2 separate regions of the Triticum aestivum genome follow, and region 1 is linked to region 2. The links are chromatin contacts, called in public Hi-C maps. All regions are on one chromosome and are shown on one strand. Each heading gives the region's core, a stretch centred on a gene start, on an enhancer-like site or on the middle of the called end of the contact. The rest is flanking DNA. Distances are from core to core; before and after follow the strand shown. Region 1 holds the start of LOC123071198. Region 2 holds the start of LOC123071196 (2,3-bisphosphoglycerate-independent phosphoglycerate mutase).

Region 1 (4,695 bases), core at 809-3,308, 290 kb after region 2:
CGCGAGACGGGTGTGGTCCTGCTGCCGGGCGCGAGACAGGTGTGCTCCTGCTGCCGGGCGCGAGACGGGCTCGGTCCTGCTGCCGGGCGCGAGACGAGATCCGTCCTGCTGCCCTAGCACGAGACTAAAGATGGGTCACAGCTGGGAGAAGGCCATTTCTTCAACGGGAATAGCACCCGGATGACGAGGAGATAGATCGAAGGCCGGTACAAGCGGCCTACGGACGAGCCAACGCCAGGGCATACCAGCCGCCGCCGTAGCCAACTTGCCAAGCCGCCATGGAGCCACCCACGGCCGGAGCAGCAGCCACACCGGACCACTGCCTAACCCGCGCGAGCTCCAAGCGTCGGAGCCGCCGGGCACGCACCTGCGCCACCAGACAGCCACCCCGGACGCCAACACCAAGCCGCCCGGAGCGACCCCGGTCCGCACCGCCACCACGCCGCTGCTACCTCCGCACAGCGGCAAGGAAGAAGCCGCCGATCACAACCCAAGCCATCCACAACCCGCGCCGCCCACCATGGTGGCCGCCAGATCTAGGTCATCCCGCGACACGAGCTGAAGCAAGACCACCAGATCGGGCACCACCCCCGCAGCCCGCCACCACCAGGAGACACGCACGCACCCAACGGAAGGGAGGCCGCCTCGCGCCACCATGGCAGCCGCCGCATCAGATCTGAGGAGGGCGAACCCTAGCAGACCCGATCGAAGGGGCAGGAAGAGCACGCACAACCCCGCCGCCGTGCACCCAACATGCACCAGCGCCACCGCTGCAACCACGCGCCGCCATGCCCCGCACCAACATGGCGCCTCCACCCAGCGGCCGTGTCCCGCGCCACCACCAGCCAAGGGATGAGGAAGGACTCCCGCCGCCACCGGCCAGGCTTCGCCCGGTCACGCCCTCTGGCGGCAGCGCAGGGGGAGGGAGGAAGGGAAGGGGCGGCGTAGAGTCGCCCGTCAGCTCGCAGGAGCCGAGCGAGCGACGAAGGGGTGAAGGAAAAGTTGTTGTTTTATGCTTTGCGTAGTTGAGTTCAAACGGAGGTCTATTGCAAAGACTCAAGTGCATTGGCGGGCGACTATGCGCAAACACAGTATTGATGCTGCTCACATGGATGAAAGATGGGATGCAAGCATACACGATCTCTCAACACACGCCCATATACATTATTCAACAGTCAATACACTGAAGCAGCCCAAAGCGTCATCATAGTCAATACAAATACTAATATAAGCAAGCACATAACGACACAACGTTTATAGATCTAGTTGAAACAGAGCATGTTAATCTGACTGTCGATCATCCTTGTTGCTTGGATTAGGCTCCAATCCTAATGCTTCCCTGAATAATGGCCCCCCATGTATACGGGCCACCGCATAGAGCGTTGCAACGCTTCCTGTAGACACCGCGACTGTATACAGAAATATGTTGCGTAGAAACTTAGGGTGATTATCTGACCACCTACAAATGAAAAGCAAGTTAAAAACTGATTTATAACATCACAAGAAAACATCTAAACGATGTACTCTGGTAGATAAAGACAACAATTTACCATGGTGTGTATTCCGCATTACTGATGAACGAAGCTGATTCCGCGGCTGATTGCACTCCATGCTGGTGTAGACAGTTAAGAGTTACAAACATTAATTAACAAGATTAACATGAAGAAGAAGAAGAAGAAGAAGAAGAAGAAACAAAAATACGGCAAATACTAATCTGATTTTCCAAATAGACACGGTCAATAACGAGTGCATGCGTACCTTGGTGTTATTAACAAGATTAGGTGATCCTGAGGAGCAAAATCGGCGAAGGGAGCTCCCGGCATGGCCGATCCGCCGCTGTCCCTCCTTGACGGCCGCTGAGGCGCTCGCCGACAAATACGGATGCGGTGCTCGCTGAAGGACGCGGCTGCACATCTTTCTCGCCGCGAAACGAAGCGCCGACGCCATCGATTATCTACTCGACGAGAAGATCTCCCAGTTTCGTTGTTCTAGCCGCCGGGTATGTTGGATGTTCCAAATCCTCTTCTGATCCCCTTCTCTTTCCCAAGTTTCCATTATATATATGCTACCGGCTAGGCTAGCTAGGGCTCCCCGTCTTCGACTTGGACTGGAACACGGCCTGCTACTTTTTTGTTTTTGAGACAAACACGGCCCGCTGGTACCAAACCGTCAGGCTGCAGGTGGACGTGGGCTGCCCGTTTCGCCCACATCAGAAAACGCGTTCATGGGCTGTCCCACATCCTACCCACATGGTTCACATCCAGCCAGCTCAGCAGCAGCCGGAGCTCCGCCGCCCGCCGGTAGCTCCGCCCCTACGCGCTCCGCCTTTACGCATCCTCCAGCTCCGTGGCGTTCTACCTCCTCGCTATCGTCTCCGCCCTCCGGGCCGCCGGCCCATATGACCCAGCCGCCGCTTCCGCCTCGCCTCCTTCAAGCCGAGGGAGTAGAGCTTCGCGTGAGCTGCCGATCCCTAATCACTGCCCCCGATGAAGGAGACCGGCACCGACGTCGGCAAGGGCGACAACCCCAAGAACCAAGACTAGCGTCGATGGATTGCGTCGTGCACAAGAAGCAGCCGGCGAGGGCGTTGAAGCCCGCAAAGAACCCTCAAGACCAGCCACCGGAAGAACAAGGTAAGTTTATATTTTTCTTTGCTTGGTGTGATCGACGGCTTGTAGTCTCTTGTCTATCGACTTCATTTTTGTTTACAAGTAAGCGGTACTAAAAGTTCAGAACACACACTGGTGGTGTTGAGCAATTGCCAATTGGTGAAGGATTTCGAGACATAACTCCTGCCCTCTTATAATCGCTACTAGTTAGACCTGACAAACAGTGTGTTCATGTAGGGAAAAAAAGAGAGCATGTACCACTGCGCTGTATATTCTAATAAACACTACGGTACTACAAATGTCAGTCTCACACAATTCGAACATGCAAGTTAGGCTGTTAGCTAGTTAGGGTGTTTTATTGTTTTCCAGTGCTTATTGGCTCATGTTGTTTCCCGAATCAGCACTGATCAGCACTGTTGGCAAGTTAGGCTGAATTGATACTGTAGACTAAGCCTTATCGAATCACATATCCTGGGTGGTTCAGTTTTGCCTAAGCAACCCTCCTCTGTAGTTTATACACTTGTTCATAGTTCCTTCATGAACCACGGTTATCCAAATACATTTCTCAAATCACAGGAACCACCAGCTCTGGTTTGGTTGCAGATCGTCAATCATAATTTTGCATCCGAACTTTTTGACCTGCAAGAATCACCATGAATCCGCACTGGACACTGGGAAATAACAGAGTTATCAATTAATTCCTCTGTTCCAGGATATTTGAAGTTCTAGGTTTGTCATAAATAATACTCCCTCTGTTCCGAATTACTTGTCGCAGGTATGGATGTATCTAGATGTATTTTAGTTCTAGATACATTCATTTCTGCGACAAGTAATTTGAAACGGAGGGAGTACCTACTTAAATTTGAGCAAGTTTATGTATATTCATTATGGCCATATATGGACTTACAGTCGGACAGATTCGCACAGTAGCCATATCAACTTCACTGGGCTCAAATCACCGTCCTCTCTTGCTCGCAAGTTAAATAGGCAGTGGAGAACCTTGCAGCCTATATGTCATGCCAACAGTTGATTAACACGCATATCGTATAAACATGCAGCACCACATGCTAATCCAAGGCGAAATCAATCTGTGATGAAGGGCAAAGATCTCTGGATCATCCGTGTTAATACAAACCTCATACCATAACTTGCTGAAAGGTTTTAGACTAGCTGCAATAAAAATTACAAAAGCAAACTGTTAGTATAAGAGATGTACCATCATGACAGAAAAAAGCTTGTACAGGAAGAGACAGCGAAAGGAGAGATAGCATTACAATTTTTTTGTATGTGCAGCCTACAACCAGAGCAACCACAACCTTTGTATTAGTTTGTCTGCATCAAAAGCTTCAGCAGTTTCACTCCAAAGAGCCACTGTAATTGTCTCCCTGGAATAAAAAAAACAGTTAGAACTGAAGCTACCGGCATGCAGAAAATTCAGACATTCCACCATGCACAAATAAATCTGAAAACTATGTTCATCACAGAGTAAAGGAAGTGGGGCATTGTATTGGTATAAGTCTCAAGGTTCTCTTCGAGTTGGATGTCCTTTCACATCCACAGTGACAACATGTGATACATGTCTTACTATACTAATCGCATCTATAGATATAGGGAAGGCCTAATATTCATGTAAAAACTGGTAGACCAGCAGTGCCAATGAAGCGCAATAAAAAGACAATCTATACAACATGTTTTCAGTATACTCTAGAACTAAATAATTCTGTAAATACAGCGGCAACTTACTTCCAGGCATGGGGTGAATCTCTGTATGTCTATATCATTCACCAGGCCACAAAGACGATGGTCCACATCACAAAAAGAGTATTTCGCCGCCTTGATCTCCAAAAATTCCAGGTAAATAATCATGTACCGTAAACTTCTCTAAATGTGCTCCGGGTATGGAACCTTGCATGGAGCAACCCTGCATCCGAGTTTCAAAAAAGAGTTATCACAAAACCCAACTTCCAATGAACATCGTAGGACAATCACCAAAACAGAAAGACATACAAAATATTAAAAACACCAAGTCAAAAGCAAAGACCAATCTTTACTTTTTTCTAAGATATCCATTGCTTCGTCGGGGTAC
Region 2 (5,188 bases), core at 2,093-4,592:
AGCGGCAGAGGAACTCACTGCGCCGCGCTCCACGGTGAACAGGGACAACGTGATACTCGATAAGAGATCCAAGTCCACCTCTTTTAAACCAGCGGACGAAATAGTCAAATTCCAAGTCCATCCAATGGACCCCACAAAGACGGCCTCCATTGGGGCACAATTAAACCCTGATGTAGACGCCGCACTACGAGAATTCCTTCGGGAAAATTGGGACATCTTTGCCTGGCACCCTTCAGATATGCCAGGAATCCCACGCAGGCTGGCAGAGCACAGCCTAAACATCCTAAAAGGATTCAAGCCAGTCAAACAGGCTCTTCGGTGATTTTCCGAACCCAAAAGACAGGCAATGGGAGAGGAGCTAGCCAAACTATTAGAAGCCGGATTCATCATAGACATAAAACATCCGGACTGGCTAGCGAACCTGGTAATGGTACCAAAAAAGGACAAATCCTGGCGCCTGTGTGTCGATTTTAAAGACCTTAACAAGGCTTGTCCAAAGGATCCTTTCCCCCTTCCCCGCATCGATCAAATCATAGATGCTACCGCAGGGCACGATTCATTGTGCTTCCTCGACGCATACTCCAGATACCATCAAATCAAGATGGCGGAGACAGACCAAGCCACAACGGCATTCATTACTCCATATGGACCATTCTGCTTCAACACAATGCCCTTCGGGCTCAAGAACGCCGGCGCAACATATCAACGCATGATTCAGACATGTCTGGCAACCCAGATCGGCAAGACAGTGGAAGCATACGTAGACGATGTGGTCGTCAAGACCAAACACGTCGAAACTCTAGTAGACGATTTGAGGCTCACATTCGACAACCTCCGAGCATATGACATTAAGCTCAACCCGGAAAAATGCGTTTTCGGCGTACCAGCCGGAAAGCTCTTGGGCTTCATTGTATCCGGTAGAGGAATTGAAGCAAACCCAACCAAGATCCGAGCTTTGTCACAGTTGGATATCCCAAAAGACCTCAAACAAATACAAAAATTGACTGGATGCGTGGCGGCTCTAAGCCGCTTCATCTCCCGCTTGGGAGAAAAGGCATTGCCCCTTTATCGCCTCCTCCGGCGCACCGAACACTTCGAATGGACGGATGCTGCCACGACCGGACTCGAAGAAATAAAGGCCATATTGGCAACAAATCCGGTCCTGGCCGCGCCCAACTTGGGCGAACCAATGTTATTATATATCGCGGCAACACATCAAGTTGTAAGCGCAGTGCTCGTCGTCGAACGAGAAACAGAAGGACACAAATTCCCTCTTCAAAAACCAGTGTACTACGTATCCACTGTCTTAACCCTAGCCCTCTCCGGTGTCTATATAAACCGGAGGGTTTTAGTCCATAGAACGAAAAACAATCATACCATAGGCTAGCTTCTAGGGTTTAGCCTCCTTGATATCGTGGTAGATCCACTCTTGTACTACCCATATCATCAATATCCATCAAGCAGGAGTAGGGTTTTACCTCCATCGAGAGGGCCCGAACCTGGGTAAAAACATCGTGTCCCTTGTCTCCTCTTACCATCCGCCTAGACGCACAGTTCGGGACCCCCTACCCGAGATCCGCCGGTTTTAACACCGACAAGCATGTAATGGTTAAGTGATGAGGTTGCATCAAGCACTAATCATTGTATGGTGGCTAACTTACGAGTATAGCATAACAGTCACAAACTATTAATGATCAAGAAGTGATCCTGAACTACTTACGAGTCAAGCATAACCACTGTGTTCTCTTTCGGAACTCCCTCGAAAAGAGACGGTCACGGTTACGCACGCGGTTGGTGTATTTTAACTTGAATCTGGTGTCAAATTCTCTACAACTAGATATAATAAATTTTCAAATCGCCACATAACTGCGAGCACGGCTCTCAAAAAAATTTAACCCTGCAATTGGATGTGACAGCCAGGGAGCTTTCCAAGCGCTGTATGCGCTGAATAGGAGTTCCGGATGAGTAGTATCAAGTTTTGCCCATGAAAGCCCCCGACCGAGCTTAACCCAGTCTACTAGTCTATTGCATTAGTGTAAAAACAAACTCGTCTCTTTCGTGACGAATTGGCCCAGTCCAGAAGGTGAAGAATGGACGTGGCTGATAGGTCAGGCCTACTGCTCGGGATGTATCCGGTGCACCCACGCTTGTGGTGCTACCGGTGCACCAGATATCGTAGGACATTTTAAAAAATGTTTAAAAAACTAACACATTGACACAACATCAATGCATGTTTCCATAAATTTTCATATCCAAATTTGATAAATTTTTGAGAAACAAAAATGACAAATTTGATATCATTGCGATAATGGCCAAATTTAAAACCCAACTTATTTTTATATACTATTCAGTGTTAGATTTTTTTTTCATTGAGCTATGTTTCAAATTTTGACTTCAACTTAAAATTTTATGACATCTTATATTGATGATGCATGAACGTGCTATTTTTACTAGTATATTTTTTAAATGTGCAACATGAGTTCGGTGCATCCGTGGCACCACCACAAGTCCGGATGTTCTCCCCTGTTGCTGGTTCCTGTTCGCGAAAACGTACAGCGGCACAGGAGGACCTACAGCCTACAGGTGACGTGGGAAAGCGAGGGAGTCCAGCCTTTGGGCGCATCGACGGGTCGTCGCTGGGTTTTCCGGCCCCCAGGACGCCGGGGCCGCAAGAGCGACCGACTGTTTTGTTCTTCCGCAGCGACCAACCCATGCGCGCGAGAACGACGCGAGTCCTTTCTTGACCCCCGGCGGCCGGCCAACCCCGACTGCCTAATTTCCGCCGCCCACGGCCAGCCACGCTTCTTTCCGTCCCGCACCCGCACCCGCACCCAGCATGTCGTTCAGCCCTATGGTTAGGTTAAAAAACTTGTCCCGTACCACGCTGTTTTCCACGCCGCACTGTCACGGAGAAAGCTTGCATGTACGTACCACCACAACCGGGTGGTCCTTTTTTTGTCTAAAAAAAGAACCGGGTGGTCCTTTCAAGGGATCGGACAGGTGGTCGGCTATTAGCGAGAAAGAACCCGGTTCTCCTTTCCCCCAGAAAAAAATACGAAATTTAAAACATTTATAAAACAGCATGGGAATTCGATTTTGAAAACGGCATCCGAAAAGAATATCCAACTCACGGCCTCGCGCTCACGCTCACGCACGCCGTCACGCCCGAGTTTTCAAAGGAAGAGAGAGGAGGCCTGCGATCTGACGTCGAGAGCCGAGGACTCGTGACGGCGTGACAGCCACATGTCTCCGCGACAGGCGGCCCCATCAGGACCGTCCAATACCAGGGGCCGCAATATAAAACTGCCGGATCCCATCTACCAAATCAGGCCAAGACAACTCAAAAAAGAAAAAAATCAGGCGAAGACACCAGTAACGTCCCTTCAGCCGTCCGATGGCCCGACTCGACCCCCCTAGAGCCGATCGGGCCGTCCGACGATCTTCTTGGCCAACACCCTAAAATTAATCGCACCCCACGGCTCCGTGGCCCATCCCTCCCCCTTATTAATACCGCGGCCGCCCCGCCTTGGCCCATTATCCTCCGCCACTCCGCTCTCCGAAAAGTTCTTCTTGTTCCGCAAACCACACGAAGAAAAAAAGCAAAGGTGAGAACGGCCTCTCTCGATCTCAACGACGCCCCTCCCCCGTTCGAAATCTCGTCCAAATTTCTTGTCTGGTTTCCTCCGATCAATCGCCAGATCTGGCCGGTCAGGCCTTGTTCACCGAATCTGAATTTTAGAAGAAGAAAAATACGGTGTTTGTCGTTTGATTAGTTATAGGGGGGTTGTTACGCTTTAATTCGTGCTCTTGGCGCTTTGATTCCTGCTAATGGAATCGATTTCGATTGAGATGCGCGTCGCGATCTGGTGATTTAGCGCGGGTTAATTAATGACGCCGTATGCTTGCCACTCTGTAGCGCAGATCTGCTTGGATTCGCTGCACGTGACCTGATTTTTTGCTTGATTGATTTTGCAAGAGATGGCGACCACGAATTGGACGCTCCCCGACCACCCCACGCTCCCCAAGGGGAAGACGGTGGCCGTCGTCGTGCTCGACGGATGGGGCGAGGCCAGCCCCGACCAGTACAACTGCATACATGTCGCCCAGACGCCCGTCACGGATTCGCTCAAGAATGTAGGTTACCCGCACCTGTATCGTTTTACCTTCGTCTGTTTAATATGATTATTATGATTGCCTGCATCCTTTTGTCGGATTTAATGTGATTCAGTCACATACTTCTGCTGTAGATGAAGCATCCTGATTGCAGTTGTTGCTTTGGTTTGAGCATGATGATGAATCTGATGCGAATGTTGGACCCTTTACTATAAAAAAACAGTCAATATTGTGCAATCGTAACTAGTGCACACTCGTGTAATTTTCGCTACAATGTTTGTTTACATTACTACTGTAATTCATATGTTGCATCCAACCTGAACTAATTTGGATGTACTGTAGTTTTTTGCATGCTAAATTTTTACCGCATAACTTTGCTTGAGATGTGCAATAACTAAGCTTAACTCTGTTTTAGGGTGCTCCTGAGAAGTGGAGGCTAGTGAAGGCTCATGGAACTGCCGTTGGTCTCCCAAGTGACGACGACATGGGCAACAGTGAAGTTGGCCACAATGCTCTTGGAGCTGGCCGAATCTTTGCTCAAGGGTATGCTGTTTTTTCCCCTTTGAAATATGTATTCTTTGCTGTTAGTACCGATCAGTGCAATTTTTTGTTACAAGTTCTGATACAGTTCTGACTTCAACGGGATTCTTGATAGTATCAATATGGTCTTCTAGTTTTGCATCGCCATCAATTATTTTAGTAACTCTGTAGGAACCATGTCTTGTGGATGCTTTTAGTTTTTTGCTTTGGTTATGTTACATACTTTGCTGTCTAACTGTTTGAGTCGTTTGCATAACCATGTGCTAGACTTTATCAATTACTATTGTCACACTATATTCTTTTTCACTTGTATGCTGCTTTCACATTTTCACTTTTGTATGCTATAACAATTAGCCATTTCAGATTGTTTTCAACAAAGCTAATTAAATTAAATTATATACTTAATTTCTATAGCGCGAAGCTTGTTGATGCTGCTCTTGCTTCCGGGAAGATTTGGGAAGACGAGGGGTTCAATTACATCAAGGAATCTTTTGATAAGGGTACTCTGCACCTTATTGGTTTGTTGAGTGATGGA

What was found. Hi-C and Micro-C count contacts between places; a contact is called where the count stands out from the background.
Region 1: a Hi-C map of leaf shows a contact between it and region 2, with 3 times the contacts expected there. The contact joins the promoter of LOC123071198 here to the promoter of LOC123071196 in region 2. A contact is called at or near these places in 2 of 5 Hi-C or Micro-C datasets (both in leaf).

The regions. Positions count from the first base shown.
Region 1 is chr3B:601,217,730-601,222,424 of IWGSC CS RefSeq v2.1, forward strand. It overlaps LOC123071198, which reads right to left and starts at 2,059. Exons shown (of 3, transcript XM_044494711.1): 1 at 1,759-2,059; 2 at 1,551-1,612; 3 at 1,143-1,459. The coding sequence starts at 1,947. The coding sequence ends at 1,282. LOC123071199 (a long non-coding RNA gene) reads right to left here. Exons shown (of 8, transcript XR_006434175.1): 5 at 4,353-4,530; 6 at 3,884-3,994; 7 at 3,517-3,779; 8 at 3,247-3,280.
Region 2 is chr3B:600,922,910-600,928,097 of IWGSC CS RefSeq v2.1, forward strand. It overlaps LOC123071196 (2,3-bisphosphoglycerate-independent phosphoglycerate mutase), which reads left to right and starts at 3,343. Exons shown (of 10, transcript XM_044494709.1): 1 at 3,343-3,605; 2 at 3,977-4,134; 3 at 4,529-4,656; 4 at 5,068-5,188. The coding sequence starts at 3,979.